Regions from separate parts of the Drosophila melanogaster genome. Here all the other regions are linked to region 1. A link is a contact called in public Hi-C data. All regions are on one chromosome and are shown on one strand. The core of a region is the stretch at or near the end of the contact, and the rest is flanking DNA. Distances in the headings are between cores, read along the strand shown.

Region 1 (3,759 bases), core at 648-3,147:
CCCCGGCTTTTCCAAAAGCCCAGCGAACAGCATTTCGTATGTAGCCGGCGATTAATATCCATCGCAGTCGCAGCTGCCCAGCGCCATCAAGCAGCTCGGTTTGCCCAGGGAAGAGACGGAAAACAAGCGGAAAGTATATGGATCGAAGATATGTGGGCCAACCTGTGCGCAGCCATCTCTGATCGATTAGCCAAACTATCGTGTTCGAGGGCTTTTAGTTCCGCCCACAGAGAACGGAGCTGCTTAAATAGCCATAAATTATAATTTATGGCAGCGGTGTTGCCACCGTTTCAACCGTTTCCACCGAACATGTGCAATTAATCCGTCTCTTTAGCTGGCTTATCAATTGTCAGAGTCGGAGGAGTGGAGCACCGAACGAATCGTGGGCGTTTCCCCAGCATTGCGCCATCCCCAATGCTCCCCAACTAAGCGTTTTCAATTAATTTCGGCTCTTTCTCACACCTTCCATTTCAACCGATGAGCTCTGCCCACTGACAGTTTTATGCTTTGTTTACACTCGATAAACAGAGTGGCAAGCGACCAGCAATATGGCCATAAAACAGGTTCTTAAATGGAGGTGCGGCATCGCGGTAATGGTGTTGGCCAAGTTAGCTACCTGTCGTCTGCTGTTTCAGCCTGCGCATGCGGTTTTCCTGGTCAGGGGTAGCTCTACCTGGTTCTCGGTGGGTGGAGATTACTGGCAAGGCGGCGGTGCTGTTTCGGCGGTGCCAACAAATCAAATTGAGATGTGGCTGCAATTGGTCGGCCACTGGGAGGAACAGAGAGGTGGCTATGCTATGCAATGCAGGGAATAATGCCATTATTCAAGATCGACTGGCCGACTTTCATGTGTGAAGAGCGTGATATGACCAATAGATATAAGAAATCGAATGATCTGCCATGTTAAACCGTACTAATTTTAACTATATTGTAGTTTTAGCTCATGGAAAAGGACTTTCGTAGCTGAAAACCAGCGAATGATTATAGTTGAACAACAATAAGTTCTTTAAGTTCTCAAAGCGTATAGAAGTTGCACAAAGTGACCCAGTTTTCTCTCAGTGTGCTGATCGGGCAAACTTTTTCGGTTTCGGGCTCGCTCTCTCCTTTTTGAGAACCGGAGCCCGTTCTCTGCGTAGGAGTAGGTAATGGTAATTCGAGACCTGCCTCGATCCTTACTCGCCGTTTATGAGTTTGTTTTTCTATAGCTACTCATTCTTATGATCCCCTGAAGGTGGAGACCACACATATACCCAAGATGGCGGATGGTTTCTGGGAAACTGCTAAGCTTGCATGTGGGGATCTTCAAATCGAAGCTACCGAGTCTTGGCGCGCGAATCACTTGAACACAAAGTTCTATGGCACGGCTGATTGGTGATAATGGAGGCGGTTTGCGGATGAATCACCCGAGATCTGTGCTCCAGATCCGCGTTCTGATCACTTACACTGCATGGCGAAGGGGGAGGTGGAGGGCATGCTCTGCTGAATGATGGTATCCTCTTGGCCGAAACGTGAAGACGACGGCGCCAGACAGGACAACATTTGGAATGCTTGTTGCAACACTTGCTCTACTTTGATGCGGATAGTTTGTTTGGCTAGTTGGCTAGTTGGCTAGTGGGTTCTTCTGGGCTCGGCGTTATTTCTTTCTTATAGAGCACACACGTGTTGTGGCGGCCATTTGGGCAAGGGCCTTGGGTTTTTTATCTTTCGAACATGGGAAACACTGGGATTTTTCTTCGCGATGCGCCGCTGCGAGTGTCGCGTTTGTTTTTATTTTGTGGGCGATTTCACTGATCTGCGTTCTATATCTGCGTGATTCTACTGTGTGCTGCTCAGAGTTTTCTCTGTGGGTGAGCGACGCGTGTGCTGCCGTCGCGACGTCTACGATGCAACTGAATTCAGAGTTCTAAGTTTCGAAGCATCAAGCCAAATCCGAGAACGAAACAGAGACCGACGTCCTCTACCGAATCCGTCGGATGCGAACTGTGAGTTTCGGGCGAGGGCGATACGGCGGGGTTCTACGTTTCCACGGAGAGCGAGTGAGAGAGGGCGGCGCTGTTTGTGTGTGTGCTCCGTGCCACCACCAGCATAATATAACGGTGTAACGGTTCACCGTTCCGATGTACGAGGTGATTCGGGCGGGGGTAGTGTGGTTGGTGCTCTAATGCTCTGATGGGTGGTGTGTTGGTGGTGGTGCCAGAGAAGCGAGAGCGCTTCATTCTTAACATAACAGCTCTCTGTTATCGCATATCGTAAATGTTAAGCGCTGTTAGTGCCGCTCCTCTCGGTTATCCCGTGACGTAAGCACTACGTAAGGGTGGCCTCTTTTGTTCATCGTGCTGCTCGTAAACATATGGCCGTTATGCGGGATTTGACTATATTAACATTTGCACAAAATTTCGTTTTTATTGATAAAGCGACTTATGAGTCTTTCCATTAACTTTTCCGCCAACCGTCAAATTTATTTCGGTGTTATTTTATTAATACTCTGTGCTGCTGGGTATCAATATTAAAGTGTAGAGCTTAAGTGATTTACATATTTAATTGTTATAATTAGGAAATATTTTTAATAAACAGTTTAATACTCAACAATAAATAGGAATTATCTGAAATTCCCAGAATTGAACAGCAATAAGATAGTTTAATTATATACTTGTATTATAATTTTTTAAGTCTTTCCGGTAAATCAAGTTTATGACAAAATATTCCCCGTGTGGGAATTACACACATATGTATGCATATCGCTATGATTAATTCCCCACTCAAGAAAGCTTTCGATCGTTTTTCTTTCGGGTAAATTTGGCGGTGCGAGATAAAGGGGATTTCTTTTTTCCAGGGAATCCCTTAACCCTTTCCTGGCCACATCGCTGCGTTAACGGACAAAATCATTTGCACTTGCGATTGCAAAATTTCCTCTGCTGCGATTTCCGAGTAAGAAATACCGAAATCGTTCCGCGATTGCCACACATTAATGACATCGTTTGCTGATGGGCGAGTTCTTGAGAATGTCCATCAATGGACACGTCTACAAAATGACAGAAGAACAGAGATCCAAGAGATCCCGGACAACCGAAGAATTCTAACGAAGAGAGCAGAATGCGAGTGGCTTGATTCTTTGGCTCCATCAACAAGTTTTGGCGGCCCCTTGGGATGTTGCTTTTTTTGTACTTTATATTTTGCTGCTCAAAGAAACATATAGATTTGAAAACTAAAAGTATAAATGGATAAAAAGATATTTATGGTAACAGAAATTGTGTTATCGAAAAAAAAAGCGAAACATGCTCTCTTTGATAAAAAGCAAAAACAAAAGGCGGACTCGACAACATAATAAACAATTTGTACATTAATTTTTAATGCGGTTAACATGTGTTCCCCCTTCTCCCTCACACACCCATACACTCACAAACGCGGTCGCTACGTGTGTGTAAGTGTAAAATAGGTGGAGCTTCATAATTTTCTCACTTGAAACGTACTGCCATGAGCGGGAAAGAGAGCGCCGGCGGTGCAAGCGAGAGAGAGGGAGAGAGAGATAGCCGCCGGAGAGGCCGCTTTTTTTTTGTTGCCTCGCATTCATTTTGTATGTTAATTAGTTGCCGTTCACTCGCGTGCGCGTGTGTTGAGTATCTGTGTGAGGTGGCGTGGGTGTTTAATGAGAAGCGAGCAAGGTGCGCACATTGGTCGTCCATCGGTTGCACCTGTTGCGCTCGTTCGATTGGCGGAAAAGCCCCAGGGAAAATTGGAGGCTGATGAAGTGGGAAAATG
Region 2 (3,759 bases), core at 893-3,392, 62 kb before region 1:
GAATGGTTGGTTTACAGACGTGTTGTGGTCTCCCTGTTATGATTTCATTAATTGAATACAAATTCAATCATAATCTCGATCGAATTGTATTGTTTCAGCACTGGGTCCATTGAAAATAAGACTGTAAATTATGCCGCTAAATTGCTGCCATAAATTTTCCTTCAAACAATCCATTGCACACAATTACTGCCCTTGGATGGATATTCAAGCTTTTCCTTGGCATTCAGCTGGCAGCGTACTTTCAATCTGACAAATCTGAAATTAATTCACTCCACGGCGATTTATTTCTGTTTTTTTTTTTCGGACTTTGAATCCGAATGGCCAGCTGGGACAGTGGGTCACTAAATCAACGCCCAATTACAAGCGAACCGTTAATTATTTCGGTAAGTTCGGAATAAGCAGGGCGTCTAAACTAATGAGCTACATACATACATACATATGTATGTATGGGGACCATTAAAGTCTCGTTTGTCGATCGCGCGAATGAGAGATATGAATCTGCCTGCGAAATAAATTAATGCCTTAATCCACGCCCGTCCATTAAAAATCGGGAATTCGAATTCGAGCCGGACAAAAGAAACAAATGCTCTTTCATTCGGTCTTTCCGTCGTTTTTTTTTTTTTTGTGTGATTTCAAAACCCAAACACTAATGCACTTGCATGCCAATTGACTGACTCACACCGATAGACTTTCATCCGTGACCTTGAGGCGACTGGCCGACATATCTCCCAACCGGCACCGCCCACCGCCCTCTGCCCACCGCCTTTCCGCCAGATTTCCACGGCATGAAGACAAATCCACTTTGTGGCCAAATCGAAAACAAAAACAATAACAATAACAAAGCCGCTCGTTGAGCAAGGCAGTAGACCAAGCACAAAAAACTCTACCAAAATGCAGAAAAAACTGTAACAAAAATTAAAACTCAGCAGCAAAAAATTTGAGTAACAAACCGAGTGCAAAACAAACGAAAACCAACAAAAAAAAAATTCGCAAAAAGCGGGAGGAAAATCCTAAAAACATAAAAAACGCGTTTGCGCATAAAAACTCTTTGGATTTGGCCAATTTTAGCCATTTGGCAGTATAGCGATCTATATGTACACTTTGCGATTTTGTTCCTGCACAGACAAAATTTTCGTAGCACTAATAAAAAGATACGTTATTTCAGATATCAGCTTACTTTTGAATTATTCTCTCAAATAACTAATAATAATAATGCGAAAATTATATTCAGAAAATTGAAGAATAAAATCAACACCAGTTTTCATTTGCTTTTAGAAATTATAAAACATTTAAATGTGCTTTAATAAATATTTTAAATAGTTACAGTGTAAATATTATTTTCTCGATGCTCCAAAAGTCACGTATTTGGTGGCGTTAAAATTTAAATACACATCTTTGCAAATCCGTAATGTTCGTCACTTTTTTTTTACTGTGTGGCATATTATTAACCGTTACTTTTTACCAAACCCGCCGAGCTTACCAATAATGCACCCACCACATTTATAGCTGTTAGTGGCTTTAATCCCTCGTTGTCGTTGTTGTTGGATTTGATTGTTAAGCTTTCTATATTTACGGGTGGTTGTTGCTGTTTTAGGCTTCAGTTTTTGTGTTCGACTGTTCAATGCAATTGTTGCTAAGCCGTTTTCTCAAATTGGAGCAATATTGGCGCGAGCTTTGAACGGATTTCGCAGACTGCGATTTGTTTATGGCTCTTTCAAAAGTATTTGTATTTGCTCGTTTCGCGGACTTACTATACTTTGTTTTGATTTGGGTTTAATTACATTGAATGGATTAAGGCACACACTTGAAAGACACACACTGGCACACGCACACAGACACACACTCTGAAAACTCTGTATTTAACTGACTTGATCGAAAGAGGTCTTTGAAATGTATCCTTGGTTTTTGGAACGGTCCTTAAATAGGTTTTCAGCTGTGTTTGCTCGCGTTTCTGTTTTGACTTGAGGCTTGAGAAATAGGGGGGAAGGGTGGGGCCACTGCAGAGTGCACTGCCTAACTGAAAAAGATACTTTCACGACCAGAAACACGTAGTGATTTTATTCAGGAAAAACTCGGAAAGTCTCTCGAGCGCCGCGCATGCGTCCGTTTGGCTACAGCGTCCACAATTAACTGAATTCCCACAGCGATCAGAAACTGATAAGTCGCCCAAGAAGCCAGGCTGAAAAGCTCCGAGAGCGGTCGCGTACGACTTGGCTCAAACACCAGGTTTAAGCCACATTCACAACAGAACACAGCCAAGTGCCAAGGCAAAAACCGAAAACACGAAAGGCGAAGCAAAAAGCGCAAGTACAAACATAAATCCGCCAGCAAACAAATCGCTCCCCAAAGTCAGACTCTCTCGATCAGTTTGTGCTCGCCAAGATTCGCACATTTGATGATGGCTTGAAGTCATGTCGCGTGGACACTTGACCAAAGCTGATTTCTAAGTCCAGAATTTTATACAGTTTAATTATATCTAGATTCTATCTATATTCTTAAGAATAAAATATGGAAATATGGAAAAAAAATAATATTCACGCATATTTTTATTTTCCTGATTTAATTAATTACTTATTAACAATTTAAATTACTTCAACATGATCGAAGCTTATTATTTTACATAAAAAGTAAAATGTAAAATGTGTCTATGATATATTAGCAAAGACATGAACCAAGGCAAAATTGATTTGGTCCCCAATATTTATTTTAACCATAACAAAAGTAATAGATGTTAAGCTATTTTGAATAAAAAAATTTTGTATAGCAGGCCAAGGTGCAAGGTCTAAGCGTGAACTTTAAAGCGTGATATTGTCAGCATGTAGAAACGTTTAGATGGAAATTGATAACAAAAATAAATAGAATACAAGTCCCCCCCATCAGCCACTGATAGTTGAACTAGATTTGGCATTTGTTTTACTAAATATGAAATGTTTATTTAATATCCCATATTAATTTACAATAATATTTACATGTTAAGCCATACAAAATGCGATATTTCCAAGTAAACCACAACATATTTGCTAACAATCGGGAATTGCGGGTGGCTAGCTACGCAGATTGATTTGATTAGACTACAAAGCTGGTTATGCGGAGGCTTATCACAAAAGAAAAAGGAATATTCTGTACAGGCGGGTCTGGGTTATAAATATCTAATATATCTGGATCGTTCGATCTAACGGCTGATCTGATCCGCTGATCAATTAAAACATCCAATTGTCGAATTTCCCGCGACGAGTTTGCTTGCTGTTATGAAAAAGAAATTTTATCAAAAAGGTTAGTTTATTATCCGGGCTTAGATATGTGGATTCTCTACATCGCTAACTATCTATATCAGTCATTTAGAAAAAAATAAAAGCAGAATCACATCGAAATAAGAAAATGAAAAACATTCAGAAAACATTGAAGTATTTATTTGCATTATTTATTGGTATTGCTTAAGTTTTAGGCATCATCATCGACTCCATCGAACTTTGTATGTTTCTCTCTCGTTAGGTATATAGTTTATAGTACAGTTTACTCATAACTTTAATACATCTTTAAAAAATAATCATAAATCGAATAAACAAAACAAATCGCAATCGAAAGCAGCTAAAAGAAATCACACCCTTTTGCTCTTCGGAATGTACGAGTGTATAAAAAATACTTATCGAAATTATCAGATATACAGGGGAATACAAAGTATTGTAGCGAAAAACGAAACGGTTTTGGCATGCAAAAACGATTGATCGCTAGTGGTTTTGGATAGATCATTCTGGTATA
Region 3 (3,759 bases), core at 360-2,859, 41 kb before region 1:
ATGCATTTATATTTCATGACAAATTAAATTAAAGCCCATTGAACAATTTATTTTAACGCAGTTCAGTTGATTCATTATGATAGAATTATACTTCGCTCAAAACTAATTAAATGAAAACCGTTTGCTTCAAATAATGACATTTAAATTCACTTAAATAAATTTCTTTAATATATCTTTAACAACATGCCATTTCCTAGCTCTCCATTTAAACTTCTTTCAAATAGCAAATATAAAATTGAATCACAACTTCTGTCTTGAATAATTTTATTTTAATTCAGTTGTTGTTTGCATGAGTTGCTCTTGAAACAATCTGTTTTCATAAATAAGTGTAAATATGTTAGTTGTAGGCCACAAGAAGACCCTTGGCCACCTCCTGGACTTTCTCCTTGCCCGCCAGCTCCTCGGCGATTTTGAGGGCGAACTCGTAGGCGGTGCCAGGACCTCGACTGGTGATCAGATTGCCATCCTTGACCACCGTCTTGTCGTCCACATAGCTTAAAGAAATAATCAAAAGAAATGGGATGAAGATCATGGGAAAATAAACTTAAGAGGTGGTATACCTATAGTTATTCACCAGCTGGGGCTTCATTGAGGGATACGAGGTGAGGGATTTCCCGGAGGCGACGCCGTGCTTGGCCAAAACGGTGGGCGCGGCACAGATGGCGGCGATGAGTCCGCCACCAGACTCCTGGCTGCGCAGCAAGTCACCGACCAGCGAGGACTCCCCCATGGCATTGGAGCCACCCAGTCCGCCGGGCAGCACCACCACATCGAACTTATCCGAGGCAACCTGGGCCAGCGAGGTGTCCGGCAGGATCTGCACATCCCGCGAGCACTTCACCGCTTCCCCGCCATTCAAACCGGCTACGGTGACCTTGATCTATCATATAGTAAGTATAAGTATAGAACAGAGTGATTTAATGGAAAGGTTGAGAGCACTTACGCCCGCCCTTCTCAGAACGTCGGCGGCTATGATGAACTCCATCTCCTCCGCTCCGGGAGCCAAAATCACCAGCGCGCTTTTCGACATCTTGGTAAACTTAGAAAAGTGCCTTGAAATTTGAGGAAATCCAAAGAAAACCATGCAGATACGATAGCTTATCGATAGCGCTGTTCTGGAACGCAGCTTTGAGTTTTCCTTATCGAGGTTTCAAAAACTGAGCGGCAAACTAAAACACTTGTATAATTTGGTTTGACTTGCAGTTAGGCGACTAATTTGATGCATTTAAAACTTCTGTTTTTCACAGGAAGTTAATATTTTCATTCTTACTCAAAACAATGTTCTGCATTATATTTTAAAATATTAAGACTTTGAAATCAGTTGATTTTATTTATATGAGAAAAGGATTGCGTCTATGCTACGTGCTACACAGAAATGGTTTGAAACCTCATTAACAATTCTAACAAGTCTTGTTCTTTAAGTTAAAACCGATAACATTTACTTGCTCTCTATATTCTGTCGTATTACATAAATTTATATAAACTGATCACTGAAATATTTTTATATTTGTTTTCAGTATAATATCGATGTTTATATACCACGGTCAAATCCTATCGATACCTGATGTGGTTGCCAGACCAAGTACAGCTGCTCCTCCCTAGATCTCTGTCTATCGATATCGGTCTATCGATATGTGAACATATCTAGCACGACGGCAGCAACAAAACCACGAATTAATTTTACTAAATTTAAGCCAAACGCGCATCGGAAATGCCTGAAAAATGCGATTGAATGCACGCGAAAAGTGATGGGTTGCGAACGCGAGTGAATCAAGTGAAAATACGTCGGCAAATATCAGCGAATTGTCGTCAAAAGGCAAGGAAAAACGGAGAAAAAGAGGAAAAGCAATAAGTGCCGTGTGTGGGAAACGCGAAAAAGGCGAGAACAAAGAGGCGAAAAGCGAGGAAATTGCGTGGAAAACGTGGAAAACGCGAAGAAGGTAATTGCGGAAAATGCCTGGTGAAAATGCAACGTTTGCAGCTGGAATTTGCGTATCTTCCAGTCCAAAAAGAAAATGCAATATCTGTTGAATGTGTGCGAGTGTGTGTGTGTGTAAGCCAGTGCGTGTGTGGCTGCGCTGGTGTGCGCCCCATGTGTGTGTTGGTGTGCATTTCCAATTGCCTGTGTGGAAAAGCAAGGAAAACTGCACGGAAAACGCACGAAAAGCAATCAAAAATGTGCGGAAAAGTGCCTGAAAACGAAATGCGAAGCACACACACAAATGCAACAGGCTGTATTTACATATTTCGCTCTCGCTCTCTCGTGGAATAAATCAGTACGGCTGCGTGCGAGTGTGTGTGTGTGGGGGAGAACGGAGGAGACAAAGAGAGCGAGCGAGAGGTTGCTACACAAATCGGATTAAATTCTTCTGTCTTCCCTCTCTTTCTGGCGGAGGGTACTGGTGTCCATGGAAAACTATCAATCTCGTAGAATTTTTAACTTTATTCCAGTGTAATTTCGAATGCCAACGACATTAGGCAAGGTCAATGTATGCACGCACTTTTCTCGGTTTTCCCGTTTCCTCTTACCATTTTCCAACTGAAACAGCGCTTAATTGGCTGCGATATTCGTGTGTCGAAAGAATTACAAATTCGAGAAATCAACAAGACATTAAACAACGAAAACTGAGAGTAGTACAATTAGAGTAACAGCAATAACAATAATAATAGTGGTAATTGCGGGAATACAAGGAAAACATGGCGAAAACGGAGCAAGATTTGAATACAGTGAAGATCTACTAAAAGAAACTGCGAGGACTATTGTAGAATTGTGATATTTACTATAAAGGAAACTTTTGAATCATTGCAATTTGAAACTATGAAAATATTCCAGTTAGAAACAAATTTAATTTTCATATTTGATGGACTTAAGCAAAAAGAATGAGTCATACACAAATATCTAATAATCACAAAATGCTACTTTGATATGTAACAATAACCCCCACATATGGATATGAAATGGAAGAGCATATTCTTCATTAACCCACATAGGCAGAAGCCACTGTAGTCATAGCAGAGATCAACTTTGTGACAGTATGCGCGGTGTTGATGCAACCGTGGGCAGCAGCTGCCTCCGATTTGCATGTGACTAGAGTACACAATCAACGGAATGGGGAAAATCCGCGGGAGCAGAACAGTAAATGCACAGACGCAAGATGCAAATGCGAAATGTGGCACAAGTAACTGCGGCCCATTGTAATTTGTAATTAGAGGCAGCGCCGCCACTTCAATGTCAGTGCGACAATAATTTCTCAGGCGGCCCGTTTGTGCTCGCGAAAAAGCAAAAGCACGAAACACGAAGCACAAAGCAAGAAACGAAGGGGCGGGACATCGAGACCTCATCCTTTGTGGAGGCAGCCAGCCGAAAATTCATAAACTTAATTGCAATGAGATGCAGAATGTGTGTGACACAGCTATCTGTAGTTTGAATACTCTTTAGTAGCTAAAACTAGCAGCAACTTTATTGAATGGTTTTATACTTGCCATCAAAAGCAGACTTCAGTTCTACATACACTATTTTGTATAGAATGGAAGTAAACCATCGATTCTCTATCGGATTTCCAAATATTATGGTACACAGCTATGATATAAACAAGCCCACAAAACTTGCAACTGAAATCGAAGCTAAAGTCCAAAAAAACGACTCCGAAATGTGCAAAACTTTGTTGTTGCAGTCACTAGTGGGACGGACTACTACTATTACTACTACTACTACTGCTACTATTGTTGTTTTTGTGCTTGTTGGCGATGTTGCGATTG

Evidence for each region. Hi-C and Micro-C count contacts between places; a contact is called where the count stands out from the background.
Region 2: a Hi-C map of the Kc167 cell line shows a contact between it and region 1, with 4 times the contacts expected there. A contact is called at or near these places in 6 of 107 Hi-C or Micro-C datasets (the Clone 8 cell line, the Kc167 cell line, the S2 cell line and 1 more).
Region 3: a contact with region 1 is called in a Hi-C map of the Kc167 cell line, with 4 times the contacts expected there. A contact is called at or near these places in 10 of 107 Hi-C or Micro-C datasets (the Clone 8 cell line, the Kc167 cell line, the OSC cell line and 2 more).

Annotation. Positions count from the first base shown.
Region 1 is chr3R:30,764,064-30,767,822 of dm6, reverse strand. zfh1 (Zn finger homeodomain 1) reads right to left here and starts at 1,897. Exons shown (of 5, transcript NM_170522.4): 1 at 1,443-1,897. The coding sequence starts at 1,539.
Region 2 is chr3R:30,826,202-30,829,960 of dm6, reverse strand. It overlaps CG15544, which reads right to left and starts at 2,142. Exons shown (of 4, transcript NM_143571.4): 1 at 1,496-2,142. cindr (CIN85 and CD2AP related) reads right to left here. Exons shown (of 7, transcript NM_001276200.1): 7 at 2,956-3,759.
Region 3 is chr3R:30,804,469-30,808,227 of dm6, reverse strand. wts (warts) reads left to right here and starts at 1,609. Exons shown (of 8, transcript NM_170524.2): 1 at 1,609-1,940. dj-1beta reads right to left here and starts at 1,111. Exons shown (of 3, transcript NM_143568.3): 1 at 944-1,111; 2 at 561-880; 3 at 250-494. The coding sequence starts at 1,030. The coding sequence ends at 338.